Linked DNA regions of Mus musculus: region 1 is linked to region 2. Evidence: chromatin contacts called from public promoter capture Hi-C data. All regions are on one chromosome and are shown on one strand. Each heading gives the region's core, a stretch centred on a gene start, on an enhancer-like site or on the middle of the called end of the contact. The rest is flanking DNA. Distances are from core to core; before and after follow the strand shown.

Evidence for each region. Capture Hi-C pulls out chosen DNA fragments and counts their contacts.
Region 1: a promoter capture Hi-C map of adipose tissue shows a contact between it and region 2. The contact joins the promoter of Pik3r5 here to the promoter of Ntn1 in region 2. A contact is called at or near these places in 1 of 39 promoter capture datasets (macrophages), 1 of 484 Hi-C or Micro-C datasets (embryonic stem cells), 6 of 115 datasets of contacts at active chromatin or transcription factors (effector CD8 T cells, embryonic stem cells, memory CD8 T cells and 1 more) and 2 of 9 other capture datasets (adipose tissue and pancreatic islet).

Annotation. Positions count from the first base shown.
Region 1 is chr11:68,430,744-68,435,217 of GRCm38.p6, reverse strand. Pik3r5 (phosphoinositide-3-kinase regulatory subunit 5) reads right to left here and starts at 3,093. Exons shown (of 19, transcript NM_177320.2): 1 at 2,956-3,093. Gm32046 (a long non-coding RNA gene) reads left to right here and starts at 3,133. Exons shown (of 2, transcript XR_388771.3): 1 at 3,133-3,307; 2 at 3,540-4,474.
Region 2 is chr11:68,383,670-68,388,489 of GRCm38.p6, reverse strand. Ntn1 (netrin 1) reads left to right here and starts at 1,664. Exons shown (of 7, transcript NM_008744.2): 1 at 1,664-1,880; 2 at 2,306-3,387. The coding sequence starts at 2,370.

The DNA of each region.
Region 1 (4,474 bases), core at 1,844-4,343, 45 kb before region 2:
CAGAGTGTTACACGGTGAGAGGAGAGGTCAGGGAAGACTCTGGAAGATGGACCTTAAACCTTTCACCCAGGGAGGAACTTTCCGTTTACTCGGCAAGTAGAGGAAGGGAAGAGCAGTCTGAGGAGATGAAACAGTATGTTCAAAGCTGAAGGACTTCCTGAGCTTCATAAGAGAAAGCAGGAGGGTGGATGTAGGTTGGGGGTCGGAGGCCTAGATACCCTTCTTTGGGCTTTCAGCTAAAGAATGAATCACTCAGATTTGGGAGTCTTCCATCACCATAGCAACAGGATGCAGGCGCCCCACCCCTGAGGCCAACCTCTATTGGCCAGAATCTGGGACCCAAATGAGAGAGTTAGGAGACTCATGCTCTGAGCTATAACAGTTACCTACTTTCTCCTTTATCACCCCCATGTGATATCTGTGATATCACCCAGAAGCATAGATGCCAATGATCCAAAAGCTAGCTGCCAGCCAGCCTAGAAGCAAAACCACAGCCCACCACTGGGGCCTTCTCTCCTCTGGTCAAGAGCAGATGCTGGAATCACCCCAAGTCTGGCACTTTCTGATTGAGTGGCTTCAGCACCCCATTTCCTTATCTGTAAAACGGGAGTGATAGCGACAGCTATCTCAGAGCGTGGATATCAAGATGAAAGGGCACGAAGCACTTAGCACAGTGTCCAATACACCACAGAAGTGTAGCCAAAGGGGGAGACGTGCTGTAGAAAGATGGAAGAGATGGAGGGAAATGTATCAGAAGCAGACCCAAGGTACAAAGGAGAAGGGTGGGTTCAAAGTATCTGATCACGTTCAGGAAAAGCTACTGAATCAGGTCGGATGTGTTCCACCCAACAAAGCAGGCAACACTGTCTTTAAAACTAGATCCCATCAGGCCAGCTGTGGAGGTGCATGTTTTTAATCCCTGCTGAAAGCAATTCAAAAAAGCATTTGGGTATAAGAGGTAGGCAGATGTCTGTGAATTTAAGGTCAGCCTGGTATACACAAGTGAGTTTCAGGTCAGCTAGGAGATACACAGTGAGACTGTCTCAAAAACCAAACAAAGCAAAAAACAAAAAACAATTAACACCCAGAAAAAAAAAAACAAACAAACAAAAAACCTAGATACCACAAAATGTCAATGAGGTTCGATTTTTTAAATGTATGCAAGATAGAAGACTGACACAATTCTGTGTGTACCCATGTACCTCTAAAAAATATTCCCTCCAATCTGTAAATATACCCTGTATTTAACAAACTGTAAGATGCCATCAGTTGTAAAGATGCACCACTACTTTGTGTATTGACAAGAAAGAAATATCAGGGCTTATTATGATAGTAATCTGTTAACTTTAATTGCTAAACTTCGAGTGTGAAGTGGAGCTCAAGGCCAGCCTCGGCTACCTACTGAGTCGGAGGCCAGCCTGGGGCACAGGCTGAGATTGTCTCAGAAATGACAGAGCAGATGAGACAGCTTCCTGCTTTGCTTGACAACCTGAGTCCCTGGGACTCACAGGGTAGGAGAGGACAGACCCCTTCCAGGTGCCCTTTGACCACCATATGTACCATAGCAAGCCTGCACGTGTACGCTCTCATCCACAGCCACAAATTAAATAACAAATGTTTTAAATAATAACTGATATATGGAAATAAAATGTGAACCACATGTACATCTCCAAATTGAGGATATATCCTTATAGGTAATATTCGTTGCTGCTCATTTGGACCAAAGGCTCAAACACCAGGCTACACACACACACATACACACACACACACACACACACACACACACACACGTTTACGTAGCGCACAGTTCAGCCCCTCGGTGGGAATGAGTCTCTTTAAACATACAGATTCTATGTGCTTGTAAGAGCTTGTAACAATCACAGTGGAGGGTTGCCCACGAAGCTCTCATTGCGTTGTGTTCTTTCATTTCTGACCTGACACTGCAGCTCAGACATACACAGCCAGTTTTACAAATAAGGAGATGTCATATGCCAGAACCTGGCTGGACTTCAGGTCTCTATTCCGTCTTACACCTTACCAAGCAAACTCCCCCATCAAGGCTTAAGAACCCTATTTAAAATGTGTTTCACCTTGGAAAGCTGTACTGTACAACTGGGTTCCAAAGACTCGACAGGCATTACAGGAGCATAGCTCTGCTCTGGGAACCGGGCCTTACCAGGCAAGGAAAGCAAAGTGGACCGCCATTCAGAAAAGGCCTTCAGGTGAGTTGGCCTGCTTTTAGACCTCCTGTTGCCAAAAGCCACCCCTCCTCTCGACAGGAGGCTTAACTCACTTCATACCACATCCTGCTGCTTTCATCTCGCCTTCCTTTTCCCTCTGAACAGCCTCCTTCCTCCTACTGTCCTGAACTTCTTGCATATTTACTACTACCACCCTAGGATGGGCCATCATGCCAGTCCTACCATGCACACACGTGTATACATTCACACACTCATACTCGCGTGTCTCCGGCGTGTAAACACTGTGCTGGGCGCGCAATTCCCAGCCCGCAGCCGCGTCTGAGAGTCACTAACTTTGGGCAGCCTGAGGCTCGGTGGAGGATAACGCCCCGGTCCTGATGCCAAACAACTCCTGTTGTCCACGTTCCTCCAGAGAGTTCAGAGCCAGAGACAGGCAGGTTCCTTCACTCCAGAGCACACGGTGGCTTGTAACCCAGCAGGAGGCTGCACACACACACACACACACTTGGCCGCATAGCTACTTCAATCTTGATGAACAGTCCTGGGACGCCCCTTCTGCCTCTGGGTTTGTCCCATGGGTTTGTGGGCCCCGGTCCCCTAGGTGGACCTTAACTATAGAACTAGAAGGTCGCCAACTGTCCAGCCTACCGGCTGCAGTTGGAGCACACTACTCCAGAATGGTCCCAACCTGCTCTGGCTGTGCTTCGAGCTCTTATACGCGTCCTCAGCACCCCCTGGCTGTCCAGCTACACACCTGCAGTCCCCGCTGGGCGCCGGGCGCCGAGCCCCTCTCCTGCGGCGACTCTCAGCAGTTGGGGTGAGGCCCCCGACCACCGCTCAGCGGCTGGAACCGGGCAGCAAGTCCCAGCATCTGCCGGGTCTCTACAACCCTAGGGGAGGCGGGGCCTTTGGGGCGGGGCTTTGGGGGCGGGGTATGACCAGGGCTAGCCGCCCAGCCGGGCTCTCTCGCCCTCTGGTGGCTCGATTGTGTCAAGCCGGTACATCCAGCCCTAGAGTTTAGGACTCAAAGCAGTTGCCCTGCGCTAGGACCCCATCCGCTTCGGCTTGTGTACCAGTACTGAGTAACACAGCTCCCCAAAAGTAAGGTGAGGTTCCGTGGGGCGGAAGAGCGTTTTGTCTGTGCAGGAGGGGTGGGTGGGGGCTTCGGGGAAGGAGGAGAAAGAGGAAGCTCCGATGAGCTGCTTCCTTCTCGCAATGCGACCCAGCGCCCCACTTCCTCCTACTACTTCTATTTTTCGGGTGCTCTTAACCCTTAAAAGGCCTGCACCCCTGATGTGCTGAGGAGTAAGCACCCTGATTCCTCTATTCCGTCTACAGGAATCTTCCTAGAAACTTCCAACCAATCCAAACTTCCAGCACTGCTTCTGCAACCTCTGATCTCACAACCCACCACCTCTACACGGTACCAGAATCTCTCATCACTTCAGCTGGGTTCCACCTTCCCAGTAGTAGATCTAGAACCGACCACAAGGTCATACGTTATTGTTGCTCAAAAGCCACAACCCTACCTGAAAGCTAATGTAAAAACCCAATGGTTTTTCTTTTCCTGACTCCCTAAATACCAAGAAAAAGCAACTTCCCTAAATAGACAGAAACAGAAAGTACCCTTTGGGCGGGCGCAGAAGTTGGAACTAGGTGGGAAGGGGCTCAATGCCCACCATAGGTCTAGCCACAGTGATCTCCATCCCAACTACCTGTTTACAGGTGAGGAGCCCGGCCGTGGGCAATGTGGTCCATACAACTCTCTCCCCAGTCTCTACTTTATTCACAAACATGTTGACATTTGGAGGAGAGGGATGGAGGAAGCAGGCTTCACTGTAAAGAAGCAGACAAGATTGGCAGTAGGTGCCTGAAGGAGAAGATAGAGAAGAGCGCATTTCACAGTCCAGGAATGTGCTAGAGAAGTTGTGGAATGTTTGACTTCTTCTGCATTCTTGCTATTCCCAAAACTGAAGGCAGAATAAAGCTAAAACCCCGGGAAGCTCAGGACCTCAGAAACCCAGCGATGCTGCCCTCCAATGGCACACCCTCTTTCTTACTAGCAGCTGTGGCGCAGATGTTGAGTTTGAAATTTTCCTCCCTTCAACACTGGGGTGTGTTGTTGTCCCTGCAGGGCCAACCACCAGACCTCAAGAGCACCTGGCATCTTCTGGACAGAAATTAAAGTGACAGCCACTAGAAGCAGTGTCCCCAGTGCAGCTGGAAAGACCCATGGGTGCCTCTGTCACTCGGTGGTGCCACCTGGTTACATT
Region 2 (4,820 bases), core at 415-2,914:
CTCTCAGGAAGACCAGGAAGAAGGGCCTTCGTCCAAGGAGAACAAGCTGGGCCAGCCCATCCCCGAGGCCCTTTCTTAGGTTCTCAGAGTCTATGAAAGTGGAAGGAACAGAATGAGGCGGGCTGAAGCAAGGAAGCCCTTGGGCCAGAATCAGGAGTGGAGTTTTTCTGTCTGAGTCTGTTATTGAATCACATTCTAAATGAGAAAGAAACTTAACAGTAACTAGTTTCAAGCTCGCAGCTGGATAGATTCTCACCTCTGAACTCTGGCTGTAGCTGCAAGACAGCCAAAGGTTACCATTCTTGTTCACAGTCCTTTTGTTAAGGCAACAGAGAACCAGGCCAGAGGCTGGGTGGCCCGAGGACACCCCAGGAGACTGTAATTGCGCGAGGTTATCCATTAGACAAACGTGGTGAGAGAGCTCATGTTTCTTTGAGATGGGGTATGTTCCCCATGCTGGCCTTGAACTCCTGGGCTTAAGATAGCTCTCAAGCCTTCGGCCTCCAGAGTAGCTGAAGTGGCAAAAGCACACCACCCACAGGAGAACACCACTGCCTCAGGCCAGGAGCCCAGATTACTGTATCCAAATTATATATATATACACACACATACATACACACACACACACACACACACACACACACACACACACACACACATATAAGTAGCCAGAAATTTGGGAAAGTTATCCCTAGCCTCTGAAGCCTCCACACCCTTAGTTGAAGAGTAGAGTCAATTGGTACTATGCAAAGCTATTGTGGGAATCTCCCTAGGGATATTAAAAAAAAAAAAGGATCTAGGAGCTGCCAAGTCAGCTTCAGGGGACCCTGGGAGAACTGAACTGGCCCCATCTCTGAAGTTCAGGATAGACCTGAGTAGGCCACTATCCAGGTGCGTCCGAGCTTCTTGGCCTTTAGCCTCGAATCACCACAGCTTCCAGGCCTAAAAGAAAATTGGCAGTGACAACTCTGTGAGGTTTAGGCGCTGCCTCTTGTTGCCCCCCACCCCATCCCCTAGAGCCTAGGGGCAGAAAGTTCACATCCCTTTCCAGTTCCCCTTCCTCACGCCTCTGGGGCCGAGTGCCCATAGGGGCAAGGCCCTGAGCGTAGTGCCACCGGGGCCACCAGTCTGGGTTGGAGGAAGGCTGGACCTCTGCGAAGAAAAGAAAACAAACACAGATGTGTTTGGCTGGGACCGGGAGGGAGAAAGCCGTTCTCGCCCCCACCCCACCCCCACAGGGTGCGCGCCGGCCCTGCCCCCTCTCCGGGGTTTCCCCGGGCGCTCCTCTTGCTTTCTCTTTGTCTCTGCTGTTCTTTCTCCGGCTCCCAGGTTCCCACCCGCTCGCTCTCGCCCTCTGGAGCATCCCGGGCCCGTTGGCTTTAACTTTCTTCTTCCCGGGGTTAAAACTTTGCTCGTGAGCGGGCGGCTGCTTGCCGACGTTACTGGCCGGCGCCCCGCCCGGCGGCCCCGCCTCCGCGCTCCCCTCCGCCCCCCACTCCTAGCGCGAGTGGTGGCGGCGGCGGCAGCGGCAGCGGCAGCGGCGGGCGGCGGCAGAGCCTTCGGGGGCGTGCGTGCGTGTGTGAGTGCGCGCCAGCGAGCGTGAGTGTGTGTGTGTGTGTGCGCCCCGGGCGGGCAGGGCAGCACTCGGACCGCGGCGGGAGTCGGCGGCCGCGTCGTCACTCGGGAGGAAGAGGCGGCGGCGGTGGCGGCCGGGGCCGGGGCTGGGGCAGCGGCGGCCGCGCCGGGCATGGAGCTGGCAAGCCCGCGTTGAGACAGGACGCTCTTGCTAGCCGCCAGCGAGAGGCTCTCTGCAGTCCGGCGCGCGGGCTCCCCGGCTTGGGCCAGGCAAACTTTTCTTTCTCTTTTGCCATCACTTAGAGGTAAAGTCTCCTACGCGGAATCCCCAGCGGGGACGCGATTGGGGAGGGGGCATTTATAAAGGAAGGACCCCAGGTGGCAAGAGAAAAGGACGCTGAGCCCGTGCGTGGTTGGGGGATCTGGAGCCCTGCTGCGCCTGAGGCTTAAGGGAGCAAGGAGAATGGGCATAGCTGCGGATGGGCAGATGGGCGCGGGCTTGCTCTTCGGTTGGCCGGGAGGCTGGGGAAGCCGGGAGGAAGGGGCGCGGGCGGTTCAGGTTTGGAAGCCCCTGCGCTCGGGGTCCCCCGGACTTTGGGGGAGGGAAGTGGGCAGTCTCGGGGTTGGTACCCCGGGGAGCGGGGCACTTGCCCGCCACTCCACCGAGGGCTGTTGGGCGCGGGGCGGGCTGGCTGCTGGCTGGCTGAGCGCGGCTCCCCTCTCTCCGCAGGCGCCTGGTGCGGCGGGCGAACCGACTCCTTGGCGCGGCGGGGCCGGGGCAAGCTGGCCACAGCATGATGCGCGCTGTGTGGGAGGCGCTGGCGGCGCTGGCGGCGGTGGCGTGCCTGGTGGGCGCGGTGCGCGGCGGGCCCGGGCTTAGCATGTTCGCCGGCCAGGCGGCGCAGCCTGATCCTTGCTCGGATGAGAATGGACACCCGCGCCGCTGCATCCCGGACTTTGTCAACGCGGCCTTCGGCAAGGACGTGCGCGTGTCCAGCACCTGCGGCCGGCCCCCGGCGCGCTACTGCGTGGTGAGCGAGCGTGGTGAAGAGCGGCTGCGCTCCTGTCACCTCTGCAACTCTTCGGATCCCAAGAAAGCGCACCCGCCCGCCTTCCTCACCGACCTCAATAACCCGCACAACCTGACGTGCTGGCAGTCCGAGAACTACCTGCAGTTCCCGCACAACGTGACGCTCACTCTGTCGCTCGGCAAGAAGTTTGAGGTGACCTATGTGAGCCTGCAATTCTGCTCGCCGCGGCCAGAGTCCATGGCCATCTACAAGTCCATGGACTACGGGCGCACGTGGGTGCCCTTCCAGTTCTATTCCACGCAGTGCCGCAAAATGTACAACCGGCCGCACCGCGCGCCTATCACCAAACAGAACGAGCAGGAGGCCGTGTGCACCGACTCGCACACCGACATGCGCCCGCTCTCTGGCGGGCTGATCGCTTTCAGCACGCTGGACGGGCGGCCCTCGGCGCACGACTTCGACAACTCGCCGGTGCTGCAGGACTGGGTCACGGCCACCGACATCCGCGTGGCTTTCAGCCGCCTGCACACGTTCGGCGACGAGAACGAAGACGACTCGGAGCTGGCGCGCGACTCCTATTACTATGCAGTGTCTGACCTGCAGGTTGGCGGCCGCTGCAAGTGCAACGGCCACGCGGCGCGTTGCGTGCGCGACCGAGACGACAGTCTGGTGTGTGACTGTAGGCACAACACGGCCGGCCCTGAATGCGACCGTTGCAAGCCCTTCCACTACGACCGGCCCTGGCAGCGCGCCACGGCCCGCGAGGCCAACGAGTGCGTGGGTGAGTGGGGCGCCGTGGCGCCGCGGGCGGTGGGTGGAGACGCGGTGGGGCGGGGGGAGCTCCTGGACCTTGCAGCGGCGGGTTCTCCCGAGCGACGGAGCCAGGAGTCCGAGCATCGCGGGATAGTGGGTTTCGGAGACCTTACAGTTGCTTCGGGACGTGCGTTCCGAGACGTATGGGACCTGGGAGGGGTGAGATCAGAGCCATCTGCCCGCTCTGCCGACACCCGGTGTTGCATCCTTTCACCCACTTCGAAACCAAGAGGCGGCTGGAGAAGTGGCCCGGGAGGTCAGGGGGTGGAGGGAGTGGTTTGGAGAAAATTTGCCGACAGGTCTTTCTAATCCCAGATCCAAACGGAAACACATTCACTGCCTTCCTCGCAGTTTGCTTAGTGCCTGGGGTTCACCTCCGCCCCATCCCCCTTTCCTAAGGCTGCAGCTGGGCGCGCGGTTGGGGACCGGGGACGTTCCAGAGCCACAACCAGGAATCCCTTGGGAGAAGGCAGAGAGCTCCTTGCAGCTTGGAACCAGTTGGGTACCAAGCAAATGTCACTCGTGCACCCTCCAATTCTCTTTTTATGGTTTGATTTTTTTTCTCTCCTCCCCCCCCCCCGTTTGAACAGCGTGTTCGTGTTATCAAGAGGAGAGTGATGTGATTTCAATTAATTACTATCTACAGGTTACAAAGGAGACCTCAGTGACTATTTTAAACTAATTCAATCCTGGACCAAAAAAGAAGTCTACCAGGTTTTTTGTTCGTTCGTTTGTTTGTTTGTTTTGTTTTTGTTAGCTCCGGGGTTTCGTGAAATTGAGCAGTTTTGAATTAACTAAGGATCCGGCGTCTCGATTTTTAATGGAGTTTCAATTTCTGAAAGAGAAATCTGACAAATCCGGCATTGGTGAATACGCCTGGGTCAAAAAGGAGGATAAGAAAGGATATGTTCTACTTCTGAATTGTACAACTTTGTTGATGCAGAAACTCCCAGGCATCAGTTTTTCCCAAGACAGAGAGAAGGGGGGCAGGGAGAGAGGGAAGGAGAGAGAGAGAGAGAGAGAGAGAGAGAGAGAGAGAGAGAGAGAGAGAGAGAGCCCACGTTTTCAGTATTAGATGTAAATGTCTAAATCTGACAGTGATTGTAATGAAAATCATTTAGCCCATAATGTGCCATTTGGTGTGCATCTTTTGTGAACATACAGATTTTTTTCCCCCTCGCCCTCCCAACCCCAGAGAGCCATTGCAAGTCTCTTCAATCACTTCACCCTCGGAGGCACATTGCAGAGTTTGCTGGTCCCCACAAACACACGTTTTGAAGTCTGGTTCTGATTAATTGTGTCATGTTGTTGTCGAATAGTTTGTGCCTCATGACTGTAGATGCAGGCTTTTGAGCAAGCGAATGGAAAACATGTCTTGGAGGGTCGGTGCTCAGAGGCCCA